Regions from separate parts of the Sus scrofa genome. Here regions 1 and 2 are each linked to region 3. The links are chromatin contacts, called in public HiChIP or PLAC-seq and promoter capture Hi-C maps. All regions are on one chromosome and are shown on one strand. Each heading gives the region's core, a stretch centred on a gene start, on an enhancer-like site or on the middle of the called end of the contact. The rest is flanking DNA. Distances are from core to core; before and after follow the strand shown. Region 1 holds the start of PSMA6 (proteasome subunit alpha 6). Region 2 holds the start of NFKBIA (NFKB inhibitor alpha). Region 3 holds the start of PPP2R3C (serine/threonine-protein phosphatase 2A regulatory subunit B'' subunit gamma).

Evidence for each region. Promoter capture Hi-C pulls out the DNA fragments that hold promoters and counts their contacts. HiChIP or PLAC-seq counts read pairs in DNA pulled down with a chosen protein or histone mark.
Region 1: a contact with region 3 is called in a promoter capture Hi-C map of liver, with 4 times the contacts expected there. The contact joins the promoter of PSMA6 here to the promoter of PPP2R3C in region 3. A contact is called at or near these places in 1 of 5 promoter capture datasets (liver) and 1 of 2 datasets of contacts at active chromatin or transcription factors (alveolar macrophages).
Region 2: an H3K27ac HiChIP or PLAC-seq map of alveolar macrophages shows a contact between it and region 3. The contact joins the promoter of NFKBIA here to the promoter of PPP2R3C in region 3. A contact is called at or near these places in 1 of 5 promoter capture datasets (fetal liver) and 2 of 2 datasets of contacts at active chromatin or transcription factors (alveolar macrophages and skeletal muscle).

What each region holds. Positions count from the first base shown.
Region 1 is chr7:64,600,664-64,604,704 of Sscrofa11.1, reverse strand. PSMA6 (proteasome subunit alpha 6) reads left to right here and starts at 1,354. Exons shown (of 7, transcript NM_001139472.2): 1 at 1,354-1,522. The coding sequence starts at 1,447.
Region 2 is chr7:64,505,435-64,509,412 of Sscrofa11.1, reverse strand. It overlaps NFKBIA (NFKB inhibitor alpha), which reads right to left and starts at 1,294. Exons shown (of 6, transcript NM_001005150.1): 1 at 1,068-1,294; 2 at 385-493; 3 at 1-33. The coding sequence starts at 1,294. LOC110261573 (a long non-coding RNA gene) reads left to right here and starts at 500. Exons shown (of 3, transcript XR_002345861.1): 1 at 500-849.
Region 3 is chr7:64,761,423-64,765,326 of Sscrofa11.1, reverse strand. It overlaps PPP2R3C (serine/threonine-protein phosphatase 2A regulatory subunit B'' subunit gamma), which reads right to left and starts at 2,415. Exons shown (of 13, transcript XM_021099169.1): 1 at 1,872-2,415. The coding sequence starts at 1,929. KIAA0391 (mitochondrial ribonuclease P protein 3) reads left to right here and starts at 2,055. Exons shown (of 8, transcript XM_021099168.1): 1 at 2,055-2,209; 2 at 2,899-3,904. The coding sequence starts at 3,198.

The sequences.
Region 1 (4,041 bases), core at 105-2,604, 160 kb after region 3:
GTGTGGAGATGATGATGCTTGCACTTACTATTTTCTTAAGTTTCAGTTTTGGATTTTCTTTTTTAGTAATGATATATGTGTACATATTAAAAACACTGGAGAAATTGGAACTTCCTTAAGAAACTCCTTAGGAGGCTCTTGCAAAATTTTTTCATTTAAATGGAATGTGAGTTTAAGAGGAAATATATTAAAGAGGTAAGAATCCGGGAGTTCCTGATATGGCTTATTGGTAAGGAACCTGACTAGTATCCAAGAAGACTTGGGTTCTATCCCTGGCCTCGCTCAGCATTGCCTTGAGCTGTGTGGTGTAGGTCGCAGATGCGGCTTGGATCAGGTGTTGCTGTGGCTGTGGTGTAAGCGGGCAGCTACAGTTCAGATTCAACCCTAGCCTGGAAACTTCCATATGCTGCAGGTGTGACCCTGAAAAGACAAAAAAACTAAACAAAACAACAAAAACTTTCCTCATTATTACTTACAGCTGGCATTGAAGTGCCAGCAATCTTGACATATCTGGCCTTATTGGTGTACAAACTACTGAGTGGTGGTGATGAGCAACAGTAGCTTAACATCAATCAGTTCAGCATTTTATATTCTCTAAATAGGAGTGTGCCTTGGGGTAAGGTCAAAATAGGCACATCTTAACAGTTTCAAAAGCCACCTGCTGTTCTCCAGGAGCTACCTCGCCTGCTTGGAATTATTCTCCTTAGTACATCTAGTATCAGCCTGCTATGTTTTGTGCTTCGGTTCTTGTTCGTTATCAATCAAGGCTACTGATTCCTCTATTACACCTAAATTTCCCCCTAAGTATCATTTTAAAGACACAACTATGGGGTGGGGGGGGTGCGGTTCTGACCAAAGAAGGATCTTAACTAGCCTGAAGAAAATTCTGCTCTGGAGTGGCTACCAGAACACTTCTGTATATAAAATCTACGGCTGCTAGCGCAGCCGCTGTAATCCATTTATTTCTCCCTGCAGCAGCAGGAAGGAAAGTGGTAGGGGAAAGAGGAGGTTAGGAAGAACGCCAGCAATCCAGACCCAGGGTGGATATTACAGGTGCCAAAACTAATGAGTAATTTGTTAAATACACGATCCATTTAGGTTACACTGACAGGCATATCACTGCAGGCCCCGGAAAGGTTTTTTTGTTCTTGCTTTGGTCAATTCAGTCTCCAGAAGAGAGCTCTAAACCGTCATAACCGGAACTCCCCTGCCTACTTCAGGTCTCCCACACTTAGGGCTGGCGCATGCGCTCAGAAAACCTTCAGTCGGCTCTCCTCACTCCCCCCCACCAGCGGCGGGGCCTCGGAGTTGTGAGTTCTGTGCGCAGGAGCGGATGAAGCCGGTCTGTGCCCCGGAAGCGGTCGCTGTAACTTCCTGAGAGGCTTGTACGCCTGGTGCGGGAGCTACGGGACATCGAGACTGTGCTTGGAGTAGTGGTTCACCACCATGTCCCGTGGTTCCAGCGCTGGTTTTGACCGTCACATTACCATTTTTTCCCCCGAGGGCCGGCTGTACCAAGTAGGTGAGTGAACCGGGTCTGCCTTTGGTCTGCTCTAATTGCTCTGTCATGGTACGGCCTGGAAGCAGGCAGACGCGGCTGGAGTTTAGTCCCGGGCTGAAGCATGGCCGGTCATGACGGGAGGGGGCTGAGGACAGGTTGAGTCTGGTAATGTTCGCCCCGCTGTTTGCCGGCAGGGGTGGGAGCCCGAAGGCGGAAGGCCTCGGACTCTCCAGGGCGAGCGGCTACACCACATGTACACAGTAAAGAGTCACGGAAGGTAGGCTGTAATGCCCGAGTCCGGCTTGCTGATGTCCCTTCACTTGTTACATTTTTACCTGAGTAGGTGCAACGCCTGTAAGTCTCTAAAGCGTAATTGGTTCCTGCACCTTCCAGTTAAAACGTTCCCTCTCCGTTGTCCTTTGTTTGCAGCATGGACTTCCTTGTCCTGCAGTTGTTTCCACAGGCATTCAGAGCTTTCTGTGTGCCTTGTGCTGGTCCTGGGGGATGCACCGATGTCACACCCTCTCCTATACTGAAGCTCACAGCTTTAAGGTGGTGACAGGTACTTAAACAGATAAGAAGAAATAAAGATCTCCAAATTACAAGTATCTACAGAGTTCAGGACATCTTTGGAAAACTGGTAGATAGGATGAGTGGCTATCAAGTCTAGAGCTGTTTTGGAAACTAACATCCACTCTTAACCCACATCTGTTCGAATGGCCCTATAGATTAAAAGCTGGTTCTGAATTGTAAATGAGGTATGGTGAACTAGCTGTTTTCTGAAGAACAGCTTCAATGGAAATAAACCATAAAGTAGTTATAGTTGTTCAGTGTAACATATTTTGTTGGATCGAAGTGGTTTCAGGGTTTAGGTTATGATTATAACCCCAGACCCTTTACCTCCTACTATGGAGAATTCAGTGTCAGGAGAACCTGATTTCCACCTGACCCCTGATGATTTCATTTCTGAGTGGGTTTAGTTAGCACCTCACTCCCTTTGTGAGGACAGTGCTTGGAAATCATTAGGAGAGAATTGGCCTATGAATGAGGTTCTCTTCAGTAAATTTTAGAAGTAAAGATAACTTGGAATGAAACCAGTCTACTGTATGGCTACATACTGGATATAACGTAACAAGAAACAACATCATACTTGGTAATTCAGTAATCCTTTAAATCATCTCCAATTGAAAAATGTGATCTAAGATAGAAAGGAGAGTTAAAACTGTATCTGCAGGGAAATTTCATTTTTAAAGTTTTCATTCCAGAGTTTTAAAAACTTTTTCTGTATTGCATTATGCTTTGAATATTTTATTTCATGGTTTTTAATATGCGAACAGGAAAAGATACTTAGATCTACACTTCGCTTTTGTATACTATATTGTGAAATCTAGTCATAAAGCAGAGGCTCTAATGTGTTCCAAATTTGGTGTGTATAAAGGCTGAATATAATGTCCTTTTAATAGTTTTAAAAGATTTGGAATAGAACATGTAGTTCAAAATAAGTTAAATACCTAGACAGAATAATTTTAAGCTCTGTCTTGTTGAATAACACACTCCCTCTGTTATTCTAAGAAACTGCTAAGAAAAGGAAAGTGAAAGAATAGTTAGCATGAGCAAGCAGTATAGTGGTGAAGAGGTCAGGCCCTGGAGCCATACCTGGATTCACATTCCTGCTCTGCTTCATACTAGGCAACCTGGGCAAATGATGTCACTTTAGTCTTAGTTTCTGTTTGTAAAGTGCCCTAATGATTCCTTCTTTGAGTGGTTGTTTTGAGGATTAACTAAGGTGGTGTATGTAAAGTGCTAGCACAGTGTTAAATCCTCAGTAAATGTTACTTTGGCTTTTGGGGGGGGGGATCTATTAGATTAGTACTTCTTTAGACGTGAAATGTTTCTTCTTTTATGATCCATCCATGCTTGGTTCTCTAGAGAAATACAGGTACATTATCGTAACGTCGTTAATACTGTTTATTAGTTTATAAACTTTAGAATCTACCAAAGACAAAGCATCTAAGAATTATACAGTGTAAATTGTTAATCATGACAGTGGGAAAATAATATAGGAAATATGGGGAGATACAAGGGAATAGAAGGATTAATGGAAAGGTAAGAATGCTACTCCTTTGGGATTCAAAAGATAAATGTAGTCTAAAATTGATTTTTAAAAAAGATATAAGAGTTCCAGTCGTGGTGCAGCAGAAGCAAATCCAACTAGGAACCATGAGGTTGCCGGTTGGATCCCTGGCCTCACTCAGCGGGTTAAGGATCCAGCATTGCCATGAGCTGTGGTGTAGGTCACAGACTCGGCTCTGATCTGGTGTTGCCATGAGCTATGGTGTAGGCTGGCAGCTGTAGCTCTGATTGGACGCCTAGCCTGGGAACCTCCATATGCCAAGGCTGCGACCTTAAAAAGACTAAAAAAAAAAAAAAAAAAAAGTGGTGTCAAACACTGTTATGTTTTCTTTTTTTTGCTTTTGTTTCCTTTTTTTGCACCTGTGGCATATGGCGATTCCCAGGCTAGGGGTCGAATCGGAGCTACA
Region 2 (3,978 bases), core at 45-2,544, 250 kb after region 3:
CTGGTTGGTGATCACCGCCAAGTGGAGTGGAGTCTACCAACAGAAGAGGGACAGAAAGGATAAGCCATGGATCAAACCCACAATCCATGTTCCCCTTGAACCCTAGAGATATCCTGGTTGTGCGTGCCGCTCCTCCCAGACAGATACAAGGGGTTAAGGAAACAGACGGGAGACCCCAGGTGGGCTTCATAAAAGCCTCACCAAATCAATGGGATTTTTCCTTCCTCTCTAGGATGTTGGCTGATTCAGATGTAAAAGCTCAGGGCGGATCATGACTAGGGGCAGTTAATTGGGAAATCATTGGAAATAACTGTGCTAGATCCAGCTCCATCAAGGGGTCAGAGAGGCAGAACCCAAGAGGCACGGGGCGGGCAAGCAGCGCACCTGCTGCAGGTTGTTCTGGAAGTTAAGAAAAGCCAGATCTCCCTTCACTTGGCGGACCACTTCCATGGTCAGTGCCTTCTCTTCATGGATGATGGCCAAGTGCAGGAACCTGAGGGGAAGAGAGGGAAAACCCCCAGGGCTGGTGAGTGCACTGCGTGGGGCCCAGGGAGGCACAGCCCGCAGGGGATTGCGCAAGCCCGGGGTTTCTGGAGGCCGAGGCCGCGGTGTTTTCCGCGAGGTTATTATGAGCTGAGTGTTCCTGGCAGGCACCCAGGGACTTTCCGCCCCCCCCCCCTCCCCAGGCGGCGGGCGCCGGCCAGACCGCCCCGCCCTCCCGCCGGGCCGGAACGCCCTGTACTTCCCCTCCCGCCCGCCAGCGGGGCAGAAACTCCCGCCCCCCCTTATGCAAGCGGGGACTTCGCGTCCCCGTGGCCGCCCCGCCCCCGGCCGAGGGGACCCGCAAAGGTGGGTGAGGGGTGGGAGGTGTGCACGGCTGCAAGGTAGAGCCGCGGGACCACGGCCCCAATCCCCGATCCCCGGCTCCCACGCGCAACCGTGCACCTTTGCACAGCCTCGGGGTCCGTGCACGAACCCCGATTCGCGGCCGCAGCGCGGGCCCCGCACCTCCGGCTGCAGGCCCAGCGCCCCCACCCGGCCCCGCCACCCGGGCCCGCGACACTTACGAGTCTCCGTCCTCGGTGAGCTGCTGCTTCCAGGGCTCGGCGCCGCGGGGCGCCTCCTGCGGCTCGAGGCGGATCTCGCGCAGCTCCTTCACCATCTGCTCGTACTCCTCGTCCTTCATGGAGTCCAGGCCGCTGTCGTGGCGGTCATCCAGTAGCCGCTCCTTCTTGAGCGCGTCCCGGGGCCCCTCCATGGCCCACTCCTGGCCGGGCTCTGCGGGCTGGAACATGGCGCGATGAGGGCTTGGGCGCTGCTCCCTAGGTGCGCGGGCCACAGGCTGCGCGGCGCGCTGGCTGCTCGCGGTGGCTCGGGCGGGCGGGACGATGGCCTCGGACTGTTGTGGGCTCGGCAGCGCCGCCGCGGCGCCCTATAAACGCTGGCAGGGGATTTCTCCTGGGCGGGGTCAAGCTCGGGGAATTTCCAAGCCAGTCAGACCAGAAAAGAGAACTGGCCTCGTCCTCTGCTGGGGGAAAAAGAAGCCTAAACCCCGCGCCCGGGTTCATCAGAGAAACTCCCTGCGATGAGCCACTGGGGTCATGTACAGGGAACTTTTTAATGCACGCTGAGTGGCTGGAAAGTCCTCCCGACCCGGCCCCCTCCCCCGGTACTTCCCTGCAGCCTGCAGTCAGTAATCCTGGCCCTCTGCATGGAACCTTATTTTCCCTGGGGTTTCCCACGATCGATTTGATTTGGGGTCGTCGGCTGCTAAGATCCCAAGGATGGAGAACTGCTGGTTTGCTGACCTGCCGATGCTTTCCTTTTTTTTTTTTTTTTTTTTTTTTAATCTCTTGAAAATGGGAGTGGAAATGTTGGCTGGATCTAGGGATTCACTTCCCTAAACTCCTGGGGAAGGACACACTGAGGGTGGAAGGTCGCCGGCTGCCTCTGCGTTCCTACCAAAGACCAGGCTCCTGGCAGTGCAGGGACATAAACCTCCCCCTCCCTCAAGCCCCCCTCAGGTAGAAGTCGTGAAAGCTTTAGCATTAACAGCGTAAATGCTTAGAGAACCCTCAAATCATTTCCTCGGTATGAACAGTCCTGTTGACTGGGGGAGGAGCAAGCACTCTGCCCTGGATGCTGGAAAATGCTGGATATGACTGGGCTATTTTTCAGGGAAAGCAAGGTGTTAATTTTTATAGCAAAGGTTGTAGATACTTTGCAGTGACAAAATAATTACTGAGGTCGTGTTCCTCCATTTGCACTGTGCTGCTGCAGAGAACCTACTTGTGGGGGCCGCTTTCTAGAAGCATTTGGAGAAGGTGGCTAAAGAATGGGTTGAGTAGTATTTTACCCAAGATTGGGCCTTAAAGATGGCTAAGAAAGTAGTTGCCAGGCATACTGCAGGAGGCTCAGGGCAGCCCCAAGGTGGCCTTCATCCTGCCCCTGCTGGCTTCTTGGGGGACAAAGGAGGGGGCAGCAGTTGGACCTGTCCATGCCATATGGGTAGCTACTCCAGGTTCACCATGTCCAGGTCTCAGCTGCAGAAACAGAAGTATGCTCTCTGCCCCATCCCCACCTCCTAGCCAATGAAAGGAATGCATTCATCTACTTCTAGAAATGGTCCAGGCCCTAATAAAGCAACTTGGATCAGACTTTTTCAGAAGGCACCCCAGGAAGCTTTTATAGTTTTGCAGAGATTTCTCGTGATTGTTGCAATCATCTTCAACTTGACTGGCCATGCACCAACCAATCCTTTTCCTCTCCTCATCTCCCCCTCCCCAATACCCCCACCTCTGATATCTGAATGTAGGGATGACAGACAGAATATGAGGGACAAAATAAAATCAAGAAAGAAATCTTTGGGGTAGTAACGATCACATAATAAAATGAAAACTGTCCAGGGAGAGACTCTGTATGTCTTTGTAGGCATTTGATAGACAAATACATCATTATTAGGCAAGGTGGCATGTGACGCTAAGTAGGAGATCTCACTTCCCAGCTCCACCCTTAATGAGCTGCACATTAGTTGAATGAATTAGCTACCTTTGCTATGGGGTACCTTCTTTTATAATAACAAGGTTGGATTTAATGATATTTAGATTTTTTTCCAGATTAAAAATGGTATTACTTGGAGTTCCTGTCGTGGCTCAGAGTAAACGAGTCTGACTAGCATCCTTGAGGAGGCAGGTTTGATCCCTGGCTTTAATCAAGGGGGCTAAGGATCTGGCGTTGCTATGAGCTGTGGTATAGGTCACAGATGCCGCTTGGATCTGGTGTTTCTGTGGCTGTGGCATAAGCTGACGGCCACACCTCCTGGGAACCTCCTTATGCTATGGGTGCAGCCCTAGAAAAAAGACCCCCCCCAAATGGTATTAATTGACCATGAATACTTGTATAACTTTGCTTAAGGGTGACCATGTCTCTTGGAAATATCATAGGATAAATTTTTAGAAAGACTCCAGTACTTTCTGCAACACATTCTGTTCTCAGAACTCATCTTGCAAGGAACAGTTCTGACTTTCCTAAAAAGAAACTGAAATGCAGAGAAATTTACCTAGGCATCCCAGAGCAGTTCATCTCATTTCTATCCCAGCATATTAATCATTTAGCCAAAGAGGTCATGGTATTAATATTTTTGAAAACACTTTGTGAAAGTGCGACTGAATACACTCTGATTTGGAAGATAATGCAAACTATTCCAATTGTTGGATAAAATAGAATATCTGGGGATACTCCCATCTGTTAAAAAAAAATAAACTATACACACACACACACACACACACCACACACAGAAATATCAAACTCTAAGTGCCCCCACTTACAAATACCTTAGAAGAGGATTATTAGCTGCAGGTTTAAAAATGATCATTGAACAAATAATCATGCAGAAGTCAAAAGTATCTCAGGAATGTGTCTTTGCTCCTCCTGTGACAGCTTTCTGTTGCTGCAGGCCTTGGGGAACTGGTGATCTTT
Region 3 (3,904 bases), core at 1,166-3,665:
TAGGGCTGCACTTGTAGCATATGGAGCTTCCCAGGCTAGGAGTCTAATCAAAGCTACAGCTGCTGGCCTACGCCACAGCCACGCCAGATCCAAGCAGCATTTGTGACCACAGCTCACGGCAACAATGGATCCTTAACCCACTGAGCGAGGCCAGGGATTGAACCTGCAACCTCATGGTTCCTAGTTGGATTTGTTTCCACTGAGCCACGATGGGAACTCCACTCTCCAAAGCTTTTGAACTGAGCAGATGGGAATGCCTGGAACTAAGATGGGGAAAACTATGAGTGAGCAAGTTAGGAAGGAGAGGAGGAGTTCAATTTTGGAAGAGATTAAGATACCTATTAGATCTAAGTGGCCATGTCTAGTAGGCAATTAAATACATGAATCTGGCATTTGGGAAGTGGTCCAGGGGAGAGATACACGTTTAGAAGACATTAGCATATAGAATGTAAAGCCATAAGATTGGATAGTTTCACCATGAAAGTGAGGGTAAATAGAGAAAAGATGCTGACCAAGAACTTAGCCTCGGGCATTCAAATGCTAAATTCTAGGGGAGGAGGGGAAGGAAAAGCGCAGATTGGGAAGGGCTAACTGGTGAGGTAGGAGGAAAACTGAGTGTGTCCTAGAAACCAAGACAAGAAAGTACCTGTGAGAGGAGATAGTGAACTACTATGTCCCTGGCAGGGGCTGAGCAGGTCAAGTAATATGAGGAAAACTGAGCACTGGAACAACATGGAGATCACTGACTATCATGACAAGCAGGAATTAGAGACCAGTACAGATTTACCCAACAACTCTTTAATCAAGTGTTGCTACAAGGGGAGCAGAAAAATGGGGTAGAGCTATAGGTGGAAAAGAAACACTACCACACTACTAGCAAAAGCTGGATGGGGATGTGAAATCAAATGATTTTTTTTCTTTTTTTTAGTAATGATGTGTGACATTACAGTATGTTTGTCAGAGCTGATGGCAATGATCCACTGAGAAAGAAAATCTGATGATGCATGAGAGGATAATGAAGTCAATGAATAAAATAGAGGAACACGATCTAGTGTTGGAGCAGAGGGACTGTCTCAAATAGGAGCATGGCCAGTTTATTATCTTAAGGTCACCTATGGGGGGATGGTGACAGAAATGGTAAAATGGAAACAGGTGAATTTCTTCGATTGTTTCTACTTTCTCAAATACATATACTAGCTCATCAGCTAGAAGTAAGGAGTAAGTAGGACATACTGGAGGACTGGAGGTTGGGAGATGAGAAAGAACTGCCATAGACTGCAGGAACCTGACTTTAGGGAAACACGGAAGAAGTGTAAATGAACTTCAAAACACCTACTTTAAGTTACACGAATTAAAAGCGAGGCAGTTCACCATGGTTCCATTTTTCTCCAATCACTTTCAGCTGCCCTGGATGCAGATGTGGAATAGGAACGATGTTTAATTAGGCTGATAAGTTAGTAAGTATGAAGTAGAAGGAAAAGACAAGGAAAAGTGGATTATGAAGTCTAAAATGGATTAAGGAGAAAAATGAAAAGTGTGGCAAATAAAAATCTACAGGAGCAATGGATTATAGATCCCGGTAGGATAGAAGGGTTGTTGGCGTCGGGATTCTCAATGATCCTTCACAAGTCTAGGTCTGGACCACCCAAGTGAGTGGCTAAGGTAACTTTTTATTCCCACAAATCTTTTGCCAGGGAAATGTGGATCAAACATCTCTGGCTCCTAAACCCATTCCAGTCAGCCTCCTTTGTCAGGAGAGGCTTTACCCAAGAGGAAAGCGCGGCTCCCAGGAGCTGCCCCTGCCCATCCTCCTCCCACCTCCGGGAGTTTAGAGCCAGGCTCTTTTTGCGGGCGGCCCCTCCCAAACTCACTGTTTGGACCGGTGTTGGGCATCGCTAACCGCCGGCGCAGAATTTCTTTCCAGTCCATCGCTGACCCCGACGCTTCAGTTCCGGCATTTGCTGTTTACCAACCGCTCCACCCACGCCAGCTCTGGCGTCAACACCGCCCAGCCCCGTAAAGGTTACGAAGGCTGCTCGACCACCATCTTAGCCACGGGCGGAAGTCGGCTAATCCGGCTAAGTCGGTCACTATCGCCACTGAGGAAAATACGGCGCTCACGCAAACAGCAGGGGGAACAAACGTGAAAGAGACGGAGAATGAGCCTCTTTAAGGCAGCGTCCCAGCTTCACCAAGCCCGATTTTAAAGGTACAGGATAAGAAAGCCTGCTCTATTTCTTCATCTCGGCCCTTTGGCGCTTGTCCCCACGTGACCCAGAAGTTCCTGCGGCACTTCCGGCTAAAGGAAAGAGCTTTCTAATTTCAGTTTCTTTTCATTGGTCATTGCGGTATCTGAAGGCCCCTTGAATGCAGTAGCCGCCTTCAGCAGCCGCCTGTATCCCCCTCCCGCCACTAAAAGGCTCAGAATCCCCTTTACTCGCTTCCAGGCCGGGCAGAACGCCTGCGCTGGGTTCAGCCACGCCTCCGCAGCCCGGGCCGTCGCGGTGCATTGTGGGCGCGGTAGTTTCCGCCTCGTTTCTGGATGCATGGAGCGTGAGTGCTGTGGTGAGTTGTTGAATCAAGTGAACTCCGTTTGTGGTCCATGGGTACATTGTAGGAGCACTGCATCCTCGTGGACTTCCCTTCCTTACCTGTGTCGCTGGCTGGCTCTTTCTCTTCCCCTTCCCCAGCCCTGTTTCCTCATTTGGCGAGTTTGGCGGCCAGGGCCCCTGGACTTGGGCTTTCGCCTCTGACCTTACTGCTGGTGGGTCTGGGGTAGGGGGCTCTCGACTTTACGCCTCTTCTGCAACCCGGCTCCTCTGGGATCCTGCCCCTTTTCAAGGACGTCTATGGTCCATGTGAGTCAACTGGCTGATACTCTTTGTGCCTTTTTCTTAGGTTCCAGACTGGAATATAATAGGCACCAGAGGATTCCTCCTTTGTTCTCTCTACCTGGGACTTGTGACCGACGTTGGATGTCTTCAGATCGTTGTTTAATGGAGAGAACGGAACCAAACTTCACTGCTGTTAACTAGCCCCCAAATCAGAACCCACATTTGTCTTAGAAGCTGAAAATCATCTTTTAGAAAGTTGCCGCTTCGATTCTCCACCTTCTACCCCCAATCTCTTAATTATGCTGTAGACGTTGGGGCTTTTTGACCATATCTCTTACAATCTGGTGCTGATTTCACTGCATAATGACTTTCTATTTTACTGGTATTCGGAGCTTTCCTAAGCTTTGGAAGAGTAACCCATACCTTGGCCTAGGCCCAGGACACGCCTATCTCAGTCTCCTTCTCAAAGACTGTTATGGTATCAGGAACTATAAGTGGTTTTCTCTTAAACCAATGTCTCCACAAAATACCAAAGCCATGAATCTGCTGATTGCCAAGGCTAGATATGTCAGGAAAAGAGATGAGGGTAGTAATAAGCAAGTTTCTGCTGATTCTCCTCATCTCTTTGCAGCTGGAGCAGCTAAGAAGAGATCAGAGATGAATCCTCAGAGTAAAGATTATTTCCGGCCGCCTGTGAGGAACATTGTTCAACTCCCAACAAAACCTTTGAATTCAGAGGAGTGGAATAAACTTAAGGAAGATTTCAAAGGAAAGACTAATTTTGAGAATTGGATCCTTTCACAGATGGTTAAATATCATAGCTCTATAGATGTGGCTAAATCTGTACTGGCTTGGGTAGCTGCAAACAACAATGGTGTTATAGGCTATGATTTGCTGGTCAAGTATTTGTATCTCTGTGTTTTTCATAAGGAAACAGCAGAAATTATTGATGTCTATGAAATCATGAAAGCCAGATACAAGCGTTTAGAATCTGGAGGGTACACTCTTCTCATCCGGGGATTAATCCATACAGACAGATGGAGAGAGGCCTTGCTGCTGTTAGAGGATCT